3 separate regions of the Mus musculus genome follow, and all the other regions are linked to region 3. Evidence: chromatin contacts called from public promoter capture Hi-C data. All regions are on one chromosome and are shown on one strand. Each heading gives the region's core, a stretch centred on a gene start, on an enhancer-like site or on the middle of the called end of the contact. The rest is flanking DNA. Distances are from core to core; before and after follow the strand shown.

Region 1 (3,406 bases), core at 872-3,371, 390 kb after region 3:
AAATCCCAGCACTGGAAAGGTAGAGATAGGAGGATTCTCTGGAGACTCGCTGGCCAGACAGTCTGACCTTGCTTGGAGAGTTCCAGGTCAGCGAGAGACCTCGTCTCAAAAGACAAGGTCAGGGCTGAAGAGACCCATCAGTGGTCTTGAGTGCTCACTGCATCCATACATTGTTGGTATACATTCAAACACACACACACACACACACACACACACACACACACACACAGTAGAAGTCTTAAAAAAAAACAACCCCCCCCCCAAAACCCAAGATAACTGCGCTATGGTGGTGTATGCCTTTAATCCCAGCACTTGGGAGGCAGAAGCAAGCAGATCTCTGAGTTTTGGCCAGCCTGGTCTACAGAGTGAGTTCCAGAATGTCAGGGCTTCACAAAGAATCCTTGTCTCAAGTTCTCCCCATCACCCCCCCCCCAACAAACCCCTCAAGGTAGAGAATGCTTGAAGAATGACAGTTGAGTTTGTCCTCTGGCTTTCACACACATGACCACATATACCCCATCTCCCCAAAACGAAATAGCATAAAATAATACAAAAGTGTGTTAAATAACTATAACATCATCAAATATTGCTTATGCTGTTATAATACAGACAGAATATATATGCATATATTATTCTGAGATAAGATTTCACTATGTACCCCAGGCTGGAACTCACTACATAGCCCAGGCTGGCCTCAAACTTGTGACAAACCTCTTGCCTTTACATTATCAGTGTTGTGATTACAGGTGTCAGTCACCACGCCCAGCTCAGAATATATTATACACAGAATAATACGAATATGGAAGACCTTTAGGTCTGGCTCCAATACATTTATACCAGATTCCTATAAACAATGGTGATAATATGATTAATCTGCTGACAGTCCCATCTCCCAGAACCCCCTCACTGCCTTGGTTAGGTTGGGAGAGACACTTGAGGAAGACTGCAGGTAGGTGGCACTTACCTCTCAGACAGGGAGGCCACTCCTGCAAGGAAGGTGTGGCGGTCAGTCTCTGCCAGCCGCTCCTGCAGGATCTGGGCCCCCTCTTGCACCTTTCGTAGTTGCTGGCTGTAACGCTGGACCTTCTGCTCAATGTCCGTCAGTGTGCGGGCTGTGTCGGCCTCCAGTTCCTCCAGCATGGCCTTCTGTCGCTCTCGAAGTAGCCGGTGCAGCCGCTCAAAGGCTTCCCCGATGGTGGTCCGCAGGCTCTTGGTAGAGGACTGTGGGGGCAGGGGGCAAGGAAGCAACTGTCAGGGGTTGTGGGAAAGTCTACGTGTGTCCAGTGGCCAGTGGGAGGGGGAGCCTTGACACAAAGATGGGGGAGGGGAGGCTTGCTGGGCAGGGGACGGCACACAGGTGATAAGCAAGGGAGTGAGATGGGACCTGCACAGGGCGAAAGGGCTCATCTCATTGTTCCATGGGGGTCCATCAAAGGCACAGTGGGGCCACCGAGGCTGTGAAGGACATGAGTGGGTGGTACGGCCCAGACGCTTGGCATGAAGGAAGGAGGGATGGGAAAGCTAGGTAGGGGATGCCTACGTGTCCAACCCCAGACTTAGTGGTCTGCCATTTAAACAACGCATCTATAGGTTCTAAAGGATGACAAAGGGGATCTTGCGGTCAGTGACACTCATAAACAGGCACAGGATGGACAAATCTTGGTAGTTATTTGCCCATACAGCTCCCCCCAAGACCTTTGCTGTGGGAACAAGGCCACACTGTCAAGGGAGGTCTGAACACAGAGACACTCTCTTAGGCCCAAGAGGACGCACAGGAGTGACTGGGTCTCTAGCTGTAGTGGGCTCAACTACCTAAGCTTGGTTTTACTCAGTCTCCCTCTCTATGAGGGGTTACACAAGCCTCATTGCAGGGGAGTGGTGGAGATGTTTATCAGATGGGCCCTGTGCAGAAAGAAAGCTGATGTGGTTTGTAATAGGCATACCCATGGAGAGATAGCTTCTGATCAGGCTCTTGGGATGGGGGTGGGCAGGCAGAGGGGGCAGCTTGAGGAACACTGACACTCAGGCGACACAGGATGTAGCCACCATGTGGGGCCTGCCTCTGCAATTTCACTTTTGTGGGCCTCTGGCTGGCAGTTCACAGAGTCAGAGACCCCACTGTGCTCAGTGCCTGGGGCTCTGTGGGAGGCTCCAGAAAGGCTCAATTAGGGCCTGTTCTTTCCTGTGGTGGCTGCCGGCCTGCGAGAAGAACTCCTGGCGGTGAGCCAGCCTCCCTGCGCATGCCCACCCAACACGCCAGGAAGACAAAGAAGGAGTCGACTGAGGAGCTGGGGATGCAGGCACTGGGCTGCCAGAGGCCTCCTGGAGTCTCTCACCCAGAGAGGGTGAAGCAGCCACATCAGGGGGGGATGGGCTCCACCTCCCTGTACCCTCTGGAGCAGTCTTCCAGGGCTACCCTGTCTGTCTGGGTTAGTCTCTGTTTCTGTGTCTCCCCAAGACCTAGTGGGGGGGAGAGCTCCCCGCCTCCCCAGAGACTTTGCTTCATTTTTTTTTCAGGTGTTAGACAGGCCAGCATTCTTCTCTGCTGTCTCTCCCACAATCTGTCCCTCTAGTCCTTGCACAAGCCCTTCCTAGGTTGAAATGTCATGTTCCCTTGTCTGTGTGCAACCCCAGGGCTGGCACAGGCTGGAGGTCAGGGATGGAGGGGACAGGGGTGAAGGGACTTGCTTAAGATCGCACCACAAAGCTGGGGCAGACTACGTTTCCTTTCTATGAATCCAGCATCCCCAGGAGAAGAGAGGACGGATGGAGAAAGAGGATGGAAGCAGAAAGGGGATGAGGAAGTGGCATATCAGAGCGTCAGTCCAGGAGTGCTGCACACAACCCTATGGGGTCCTCCAAACTCTTCACAGTGTCATACATCTTGCCACTAAAACAAGCTGCAGGAGGGGCTGGGGGCTCTGGCTGTCTGTCCAGTCTCTCCGGGCTGAAATTTCCTCGTTGGGGTTACGTTTTCCTACTTTATTATTATTGTTAGGTTTTTTTTTTTAAACTCAATTTGCTTGACAATTAGTCACTATAGATCAGGCACTGTGCTAGGTCTGGGGGGCAGGTATTGAGTTCTCATGTCTACTTTCAACTTGGGGGGTCCCCGGGATTGAACTTGGGCTGTCATTCAGTTCCTTGGTGGGGAAGGCAGTCTAGGTTACCACATTCCCACACACACACTGGGTCTGGGGTGGCTGTGGCCCTTTCAGAAACACTCGGCCAAAAACATGTCATCTCAGAGCCTACCAAGGAAAACATGGTTGGAGGAGGGAGAGCAGACAGGCTCCCCCAGGCGAGGCCATTGGAGGGCAGGCAGGTGCGGCATCGAAGCCAGTCAGACACCAGGTGAAATATAGCCTCAAAACTTCCATCAGCATTTCTTATATAAATATACCGG
Region 2 (3,819 bases), core at 692-3,191, 290 kb before region 3:
GGGGGAGCCAGTCAGTAAGACCCTTCTGAGCATGCTCTGCCCTGGGTTTGCCCCTGCATTGCCGTAGGTGGGAGGAAGACAGGAAGTAGAAAGTGGTGCTAGGCGGGGTGGGTGAAGTTGAAGCCAGTTTGTGCTACAGGATAAGTTCCGGGTCAGCTCAGGGTGAGACTCTGCCTAAAAAGAGAAAAGAATTGTGATCTCAAGCGCGCGTGCACACACACACACACACACACACACACACACACACACACACACACACACACACACATACACACACACACACACACTTGGAAACAAAAGACTGCTATCCCGCAGAGGAGGCAATCCAGGCCGCACCCCCTTATGGAGAAGCACTATTTGACCTTAGTGCTGTTTCATTGGCTATTCAGGAGAATTTACCAAACTACATATTTAGATGTGTACGTTTCTGTTTTTGTCTCCTCCTCTGCTTCCTCCCCTTCCTTCTCTTCTTCCCTTTCCTCTTTCTCCCCCTCCTCCTCTTCCTTGGTTTGTTTTGTTTTTGAGTCATGGTCTCCTGTATTCCAGGCTGACTTTAAGTTTGCCTGGAAGAAACTTCAGCTGTGTCACCACACTTGGGTCCCGTTAGGTTTTGGGTTGGTTGCTTTTTGTCTCCCCTGTGAGTCAAGGAGCACTGGAGAGAATGCAAACTCCACTTGGGCTGCCACTGCTCCTCTGCTGGCTCTATTTCTCTTCTCCTTCTCTCCTCCTCCCCCTCCCCCTCCCCCTCTCCCTCCTCTCCCTCCTCCCCCTTCTCCTCTTCCTCCTCTTCTCCTTCTTTCTTTTCTTTTTTTTTTTTTAAGACAGGATTTCTCTGCATAGCCCTGGCTGTCCTGGAACTCACTTTGTAGACCAGGCTGGCCTTGAACTCAGAAATCCACCTGCCTCAGCCTCCTTTAGTGCTGGGACTAAAGGCGTGTGCCACCACGCCTGGCTTTCAATTTTTTATTAGATATTTTCTTCATTTACATTTCAAATGCTATCCTGAAAGTCCCCTATCCCCCCCCCCCGCTCTTCTCCTTCTTCCTCTCTCTCTCTCTCCCTCTCTCTCTCTCTCTCTCTCTCTTTCCCTACCCCTCCACTCTCTCCCTAATTGCTGGTGCAAACCCTAACCCTTGAGCACACTAGGAAAGGTTTTACTACTGAGCGGAATCCCAGCCCTGCTCTTGTTGCTGAGAGCAATACAGAGGTTTAGAGACACCTGAGAAACATCTGGGTGGTGGTGGCACACACCTTTAATCTCAGCACTCAGGAAGCAGAGGCAGGCGGATCTCTGTGAGTTTGAAGCCAGCTTGGCCCACAGAGCAAGTTCCAAGCCAGCCAAAGCTACAAAGAGAAACCTTCTCTCAAAAAAAGAAAACAGAAAAGAAAAGAGGAGAGAGGAAGAGAAAGAGGCAGAGGCAAATTTCTGTTGAAGCTTATCCTGGTCTACATAGGTCTACATAGTAAGCCTGCACATTGTTCTAGGCCGGCCATCATTAGAGATGAGATGAACTCCTTCAGTCAGAGCTTTTTCAGTGATTGCCAACAGAACCTAAGGGCCGTTGGAGTAAGACTTGGTGTCACCGACCTGTCACAACAGAGGCTCAAGAAGTGACTGAGCTACCTAAAGTCCCCTCAAAGTAGCACCAGGGCCCAGGGCTCCTGACTCCCAGGCTAGGCAGCTGGACCCTATTGCCTTGCAGAAGGGCTAGCTCTGTAAAGAGGAAAGAGCACCAGCCAGTCAGCTGTCTCTTCCCCTTGACTCCTCTGACTTGGGTCTTGGGAGGAGGGCCAAGCCGGCTGTGGACGATGCTTTTCTTATCCTGCTGCAACTTCCTTTCTGGGAACCAGGAACCTGAATCTGGGCAAAGACAATAAAATTCATCTGAAGGGCTCCTCCTGCCCCCACCCGGATGGGCATCACGTGGCCCCTAGTTAGCAAACCAGGAAAATTCCATCTCTTGCACACTTAGCCTCACATACCCATCTGCTCACTCAGCCTGGCACACTTAGCGTCCCTCACCCACCTTCTCAATTCAGCACACACTCTTGGCACATTCTTTTCAACCTCATCTTCTTTCACTTCTCACACGGCCAAATAGCCAGCCTTTCCCTTACTGTCCCGTTGGTCACCACAGACCTACCATGTCCCTAGGGCCGCTGAAATTCCAGGCAGTGGGAGAGAAGGGTGAGGAGGATGAGGAAGAGAGCTTAGATTCTCTGAAGGCCCTGACTGCCAAGCTTCAACTGCAGACCCGACGGCCCTCATACCTCGAGTGGACTGCCAGAGTCCAGAGCCGGGCTTGGTACAGAGCCCAAGCTAGACCTGAGCCAGTCGGACCCGGGGCCATCTGTGGCTTTGACTCCATGGATTCTGCGCTTGAGTGGCTCAGACGGGAGCTGGTGAGTCTGGTGGGTTAGATGGACTTGCATGGGGTCTTTGAGCCAGTCCCTCTAAAGGCCCAAATCTGTGAGGTTGGAAGGAGATGAGAACAAACCAATGTCCACAGTAGTTCCTCAGTGCTGTGCCCTAGGACAACGGAACCAGGAATTCAGTTGCTCGCTATCTTATTTGCAGAGCCAAATCTGGAGAAGTAGACCGTAGAGCACAGGTTCTCAATCTGTGGGTCTCGACCCCTTTGGGCATCCAAAAGCACTTTTAGACAGGTTGCATATCAGATATCCAGTATATCAGATATTTATATTTAAAATTATTTAAAAGTCGTAGCAGTGGCAAGATTACGGTTACAAAGTAGCAATGAAAATAATTTTATGCTTGGGAGTCATCACAGCATGAGGAAATGAGCTGTATTAACGGGTCCCAGCATTAGGAAGGCTGAGAACCACTGCCCTAAAGAGAAGAGACAGTCAAGTAAAAAGCAGAAACCGACCCTGCTGTCAGTTATAATCTGAGGAGGGCAGAGTTGAATATTAGCTGTCAGCCCACCATGTGCAAACATAAGGATGTCCAGTTCAGCTCAACGGGTCATCACAGTTAATTTGTGATGGCGTACCAGACGTCTATATTTGCATACTAACGGTTCCTTGGCTTGGCTTGAGAATCACCCATCCGGAAAAAGATCTGCGAGACCGAGGCGGATGAAGTTAGGTGAGAAGGGGATTGCGAGCTGGACTATGCAAAGAGTATTCCCAGAAATGGACCGGCGGCTGGGCTGGTGAGCCCGGAGGCTAATCTAGCAAATTTACGCCCCCTTTTGGTCACAGCAGGAGATGCGGGCTCAGGACCGGCAGCTGGCAGGGCAGCTGCTCAGGCTGCGGGCCCGGCTGCACAGACTGAAAGTGGACCAAGTCTGTCACCTGCACCAGGAGCTTCTGGATGAGGCTGAGCTGGAGATGGAGTTAGAGTCTGGGACTGGCTTGCCTCTGGCCCCACCGCTGCGGCATCTGGGACTCACGCGCATGAACATCAGTGCCAGACGCTTCACCCTCTGCTGACAGCAGACTTGGGTGTCTCTTGCAGTATCTGGGGAGAAAGAAGGAAGGAAGAGGGACCCCGGAGGCTCTGGCTACCTGCTGGGGAAGGTGGGCACACTTAGGTTTCCAAAAGCTGAATTTAGAGAGCACAGGATGGAGGGGAGGAGGAGAGGAAACTCGGGCCCCAAATGTCTTAATAAAAAATGCATTGAATCCCATCAAGGTTTCTGTAGACTGTCACAGAGCCTAAATAAATGTTGTTGTATATTCATCCTGTGTCACTGGGACTTTAGGGATTCCACAACAGGAGACAAGATGGCACCAGGTGTCCCCAACAGCTCCCGATCTATTTCTCTAACTTTATCAAATTCAAAAGTGAGAAAA
Region 3 (3,746 bases), core at 668-3,167:
GCCCACTTAACACAAGCCTAAAAGCCTCTGAAATATCATAGTCAAAGCACCTTTCTAGGGTTAGGGCTGAGACTGAGGGGCGAGCCCTTGCCTAGCAGGCAGAAAGTACTAGGTTCATTTCCCAGCCAGAATAAGTAATCTGGGCTGCTGAGATGGCTCAGTGGGTAAGAGCACCTGACTGCTCTTCCGAAGGTCCAGAGTTCAAATCCCAGCAACCACATGGTGGCTCACAACCATCCGTAACGAGATCTGACGCCCTCTTCTGGAGTGTCTGAAGACAGCTACAGTGTACTTACATATAAATAAATAAATCTTTAAAAAAAAAAAAAGTAATCTGTTGCTGGGCAGTGGTGGCGCATGTCTTTAATCCCAGCACTTGGGAGGCAGAAGCAGGTGGATTTCAGTGAGTTAAAGGCCAGCCTGATCTACAGAGTGATTTCCAGGATGGCCAGGGCTAAAAGAAATATTTTTTTAAAAAATCTGTTTACTTAACAAATGTCTAAACATGCTGCAACTCCATCTCCTTGGTACCGTATCCCAACAATACCAACTTGTGTCTTCAGGACATTCTGAATGGAATGCAGTTTCATCATCAGGAGGAGTGACTTTAAGTTATACAGGTACGTTTGTCCACTGGATGAGAGCGGATGTCCTGAGGACAGGGCTACTTGTGGGGCCCTTGGAAGGCAAGAAGAAAACAACTGAACTTCCAGGGGAAGTTGTGCCCAAGGTCAAGTGGCAGGTCTGTGGTATAGAACCCAGGCCTCCTGAGTTACAGGCTGCCACACCACCCTGGGTACCAGAGGTTGTCCTCGGCTAACTGCCTCTCTACTGAGCTGGCATAGAAGCAGATTACAGGAGGCCAAGCAAGAGAGGGACAGGGCCCAGCTGGGGTCCCTGACCTCAACACCTCTGCCACTCTGTCTCTGTCCCAGAGGACTTGGGCAACTCCTTTATGCTGTCCATCAGACTGTGACTTGGACGTGTGTATTACATGTCATGCAAACAAAGGTTCGTGCCTGGCTTCAAGCTTATTAGTGTGTGTGTAGGGAATACAGGCAAAATGTGTTAAGAACCCAGCTTAGGGTTGTCTTCTCATGTGACAACAGGGTTTACCAGGAAGTATTCCCATAATTTGATACACTGGGAAGTCCCTGGGCCACAATGTGACCTGAGGCAAAATGACTCCACAATCCCCAGTGGTAAAGTTCCAGTGTGGACAGCTGTTGGGCTCAGCCAGGGCCCAGTGCTAGGCCAGGAGAACAACTGCCTCTCTAGGCCACCACCCTGAGCCACACCAGGGAGAGAGAGCTGACCGAACAGACTCAACTTCAAGCTGGCAGGTGCCCAACCCTGCACCAAGTGGCTCAAATGCAGTGAATTCTCAAATGGTTTCTCCCTAGCCCCGCTAACAAGTGAATAAGAAACGGGAAAAATAAGACTTTAAAAAAAAAAAAAAGACCCAAAACTTATACTCTTTAGTCAGTTAGGCCAACTACATTTTGACAGGTTGCTAGCCTGAAAGGATTAATCGCACTCAGCCTGTGGAAGGAGTGACACAGACCCCCGGAGGTGTCAGGTCCCCAAGCCAGGGCCTCCCATCTCCCTTCCCCGGTGGCTCCGCCCCGTGCCACACCCGGGCATGACCACTACCCACAGCCAAGGGAAAAGGGCCGCGGGTCGGGGATGGGAGCCCACCCAGCACCCCCTGTCCTACTGGGCGGCGACACGAGCCCTAGAGGATCCTACCTCGAGGCCCGGGCGCCGTCCCCGCCGCGCAGGGGTTCCGGGCTGGCCATGGCTGCGCGACCCCGGGCTCGCCCGGAGTGTTATTAATAGCCAACGCCGTCGGCGATTGTGCCGGTGCCGGCGCCCGCCGCACTGCCAGCTGCAGCGGACACCAGATCCCGGCGGCCCGGGCGGGACGCGCCCACTTGGCCGGACGATTACCCGCGGGAGGAGGGCGCGGGCCCCGCGGCCCTGGGGGCGGGGAGAGGGTGGGAGGGGATGGGGTGGGGTGGGATGAGGGGGCGGCCCAGCGGCACTTCGCGAACCTTCCTTTCATCTCTCCACCTTTCCTTCTGGCCCTGGTTGCATGGTGAGGAGAGGAGGGGGCTGTTCGGTCCCAGGGGAGCTGCCCCCCGAGTTCAATGAAGGCGGGAGGAAGATTTACTGGTGGGGTACCCAGAGGGATCCAGCGCCCCTCGTGTCGGCGCCTTGCGATCCCCACCCACGCAAGGGCTTGGAGCCGGGTCATCTTCTTGGTGGCCTGCAGCTGTCATGAGGGGGTGGGGCAAGGCGCCTGCTGGAGAGGGGGGGGGGTGGTTAACTGCCACACCCCATGCGTCTGGGGACAGCTGGGGGCCACGGCTGAGGAAGAACGGCTTAAGGCAATAAAGTTGAGTCTGTTTAATTCAGGTTTCTTCCCCTCGCCCTGGAAGGTTTCTTGGGGTCTTCTGAGAGGTCGATTTGTCGCTCCTGCTCAGTCACTTCTGTTGTGTTTCAAGGCACGCACCCACCCCTAAGTCTTCGACCCTCCGGTGTCCTAGTTAGACTTCCACACTGAAGGCACCCTCCCCCTCCCCCCAGGACGAGCTGCTGGACCCCTTCCCAAACCTGAGCCCCAGGCATTCTTTCTCTGAATACTTTTTCCCACTCAGTCCCCGAGTCAGGGAGGGAGGAGGGCTTTGATTCAATCGCAGAAGAATGCTGTGCACCTAGCGGCCAGGGCCAGAAGGCTGTACTCCGTTTAATCAGATCTTAGAGCATCCTATGGGATGGCGAATGAGGACTGATGCCCGGGTGTTGTTGACTGGGTAGCTTGTGCGTTGTGATCCTTGTGCCCACAGCTGGGAACATCTGGCGAAGGTTCTGTGTGTGCAGCAAGAGATGGGTCTAAGGTTGTATCCCCAGTGTGACTTCCTTCCAGTCCTGGTCCTGGGTGGTCGTGTGGAAGTGCAGCTCTATGATGTGAGAGCAGGGTGATTGTGCCAGGTGTGATCATCCTGAGGGGAAGTGGGTGCTGGCTGCAGACTACGGAGCAGGTGTATAACCATGTGTGACTGTATGCCTGACTGGGCTGCCATGTGCCAGTGTGGCAGCTGAGGGGTAGGGGTGGCTGTGGCTGTGCACACTCTGGGAGTGTCTCCCGGAGCTGTGTTTTTTGCATCTTTTTGTAGACTGCAAGAGGGAGGAATCCAAAAGCCCAGAGCAACCCAATATACCCATGTAAGGTCTATAGAAGAGGAGATTTGGAGGCAGCTGGTCATTTTCTGACTTAGCCCTGAAATATTCCAGGGGAGGATGTTGGCAGACCTCCGGGCTTCTTGCTGGACAGCTGTTGCCAGTCACAGAGAAGGAAGGGAGCAAGGGCAAGGCCTGCCAGCCTGCTGTTTACCCAAGGTGCTAGGCAACAGGCAGCAAGGGTGGTAGTCACAGGGGCTGGCTGCCTCTTCCCTCCCAGCCCCCTTGCCCAGGAGCTGGCAGGGATGTCCCCAAGGCCACATCTCTAACTCCTGGCAGCTCCCACTAAGCTCCTTAGTGTGAAAAACCGATTCCCTACTAAGTCCAGAAACCCCTTCAAGCTTGGACCTTTGTCCTTGCTGCTGTCTATGTCAGATTCTGCCGTCCCTCAGAGCTCAGCTCCCATGTGGTCTCCTGAGAGGAGCACCCCTCATAGGATTCACATATCCACTGCTCCATCACCTTGCTTATCCTTTGCACCGCAGGTAGCACAGTGGGAAACA

Evidence for each region. Promoter capture Hi-C pulls out the DNA fragments that hold promoters and counts their contacts.
Region 1: a contact with region 3 is called in a promoter capture Hi-C map of hippocampal neurons, with 1.9 times the contacts expected there. The contact joins the enhancer-like site here to the promoter of Sync in region 3. A contact is called at or near these places in 8 of 39 promoter capture datasets (the 3T3-L1 cell line, the C10 cell line, embryonic stem cells and 3 more), 2 of 484 Hi-C or Micro-C datasets (Th1 cells and brown adipocytes) and 1 of 115 datasets of contacts at active chromatin or transcription factors (embryonic stem cells).
Region 2: a contact with region 3 is called in a promoter capture Hi-C map of the C10 cell line. The contact joins the promoter of Fam167b here to the promoter of Sync in region 3. A contact is called at or near these places in 3 of 39 promoter capture datasets (the C10 cell line, pre-B cells and second pharyngeal arch cranial neural crest), 1 of 115 datasets of contacts at active chromatin or transcription factors (pancreatic cancer cells) and 1 of 9 other capture datasets (adipose tissue).

The regions. Positions count from the first base shown.
Region 1 is chr4:128,898,361-128,901,766 of GRCm38.p6, reverse strand. Trim62 (tripartite motif-containing 62) reads right to left here. Exons shown (of 5, transcript NM_178110.3): 3 at 965-1,221. Among named protein-coding and RNA genes, the nearest start is that of Trim62, 16 kb to the right of the region's middle. Within about 2 kb of position 2,121, at least 146 of the 459 cell types and tissues checked have an H3K27ac peak or open chromatin away from gene starts, as enhancers often do. A contact at or near this core is called in hippocampal neurons, where this site is marked.
Region 2 is chr4:129,576,702-129,580,520 of GRCm38.p6, reverse strand. It overlaps Fam167b (family with sequence similarity 167, member B), which reads left to right and starts at 1,941. Exons shown (of 2, transcript NM_182783.2): 1 at 1,941-2,403; 2 at 3,226-3,706. The coding sequence starts at 2,146. The coding sequence ends at 3,456.
Region 3 is chr4:129,285,792-129,289,537 of GRCm38.p6, reverse strand. Sync (syncoilin) reads right to left here and starts at 1,917. Exons shown (of 5, transcript NM_023485.3): 1 at 1,750-1,917. The coding sequence starts at 1,799.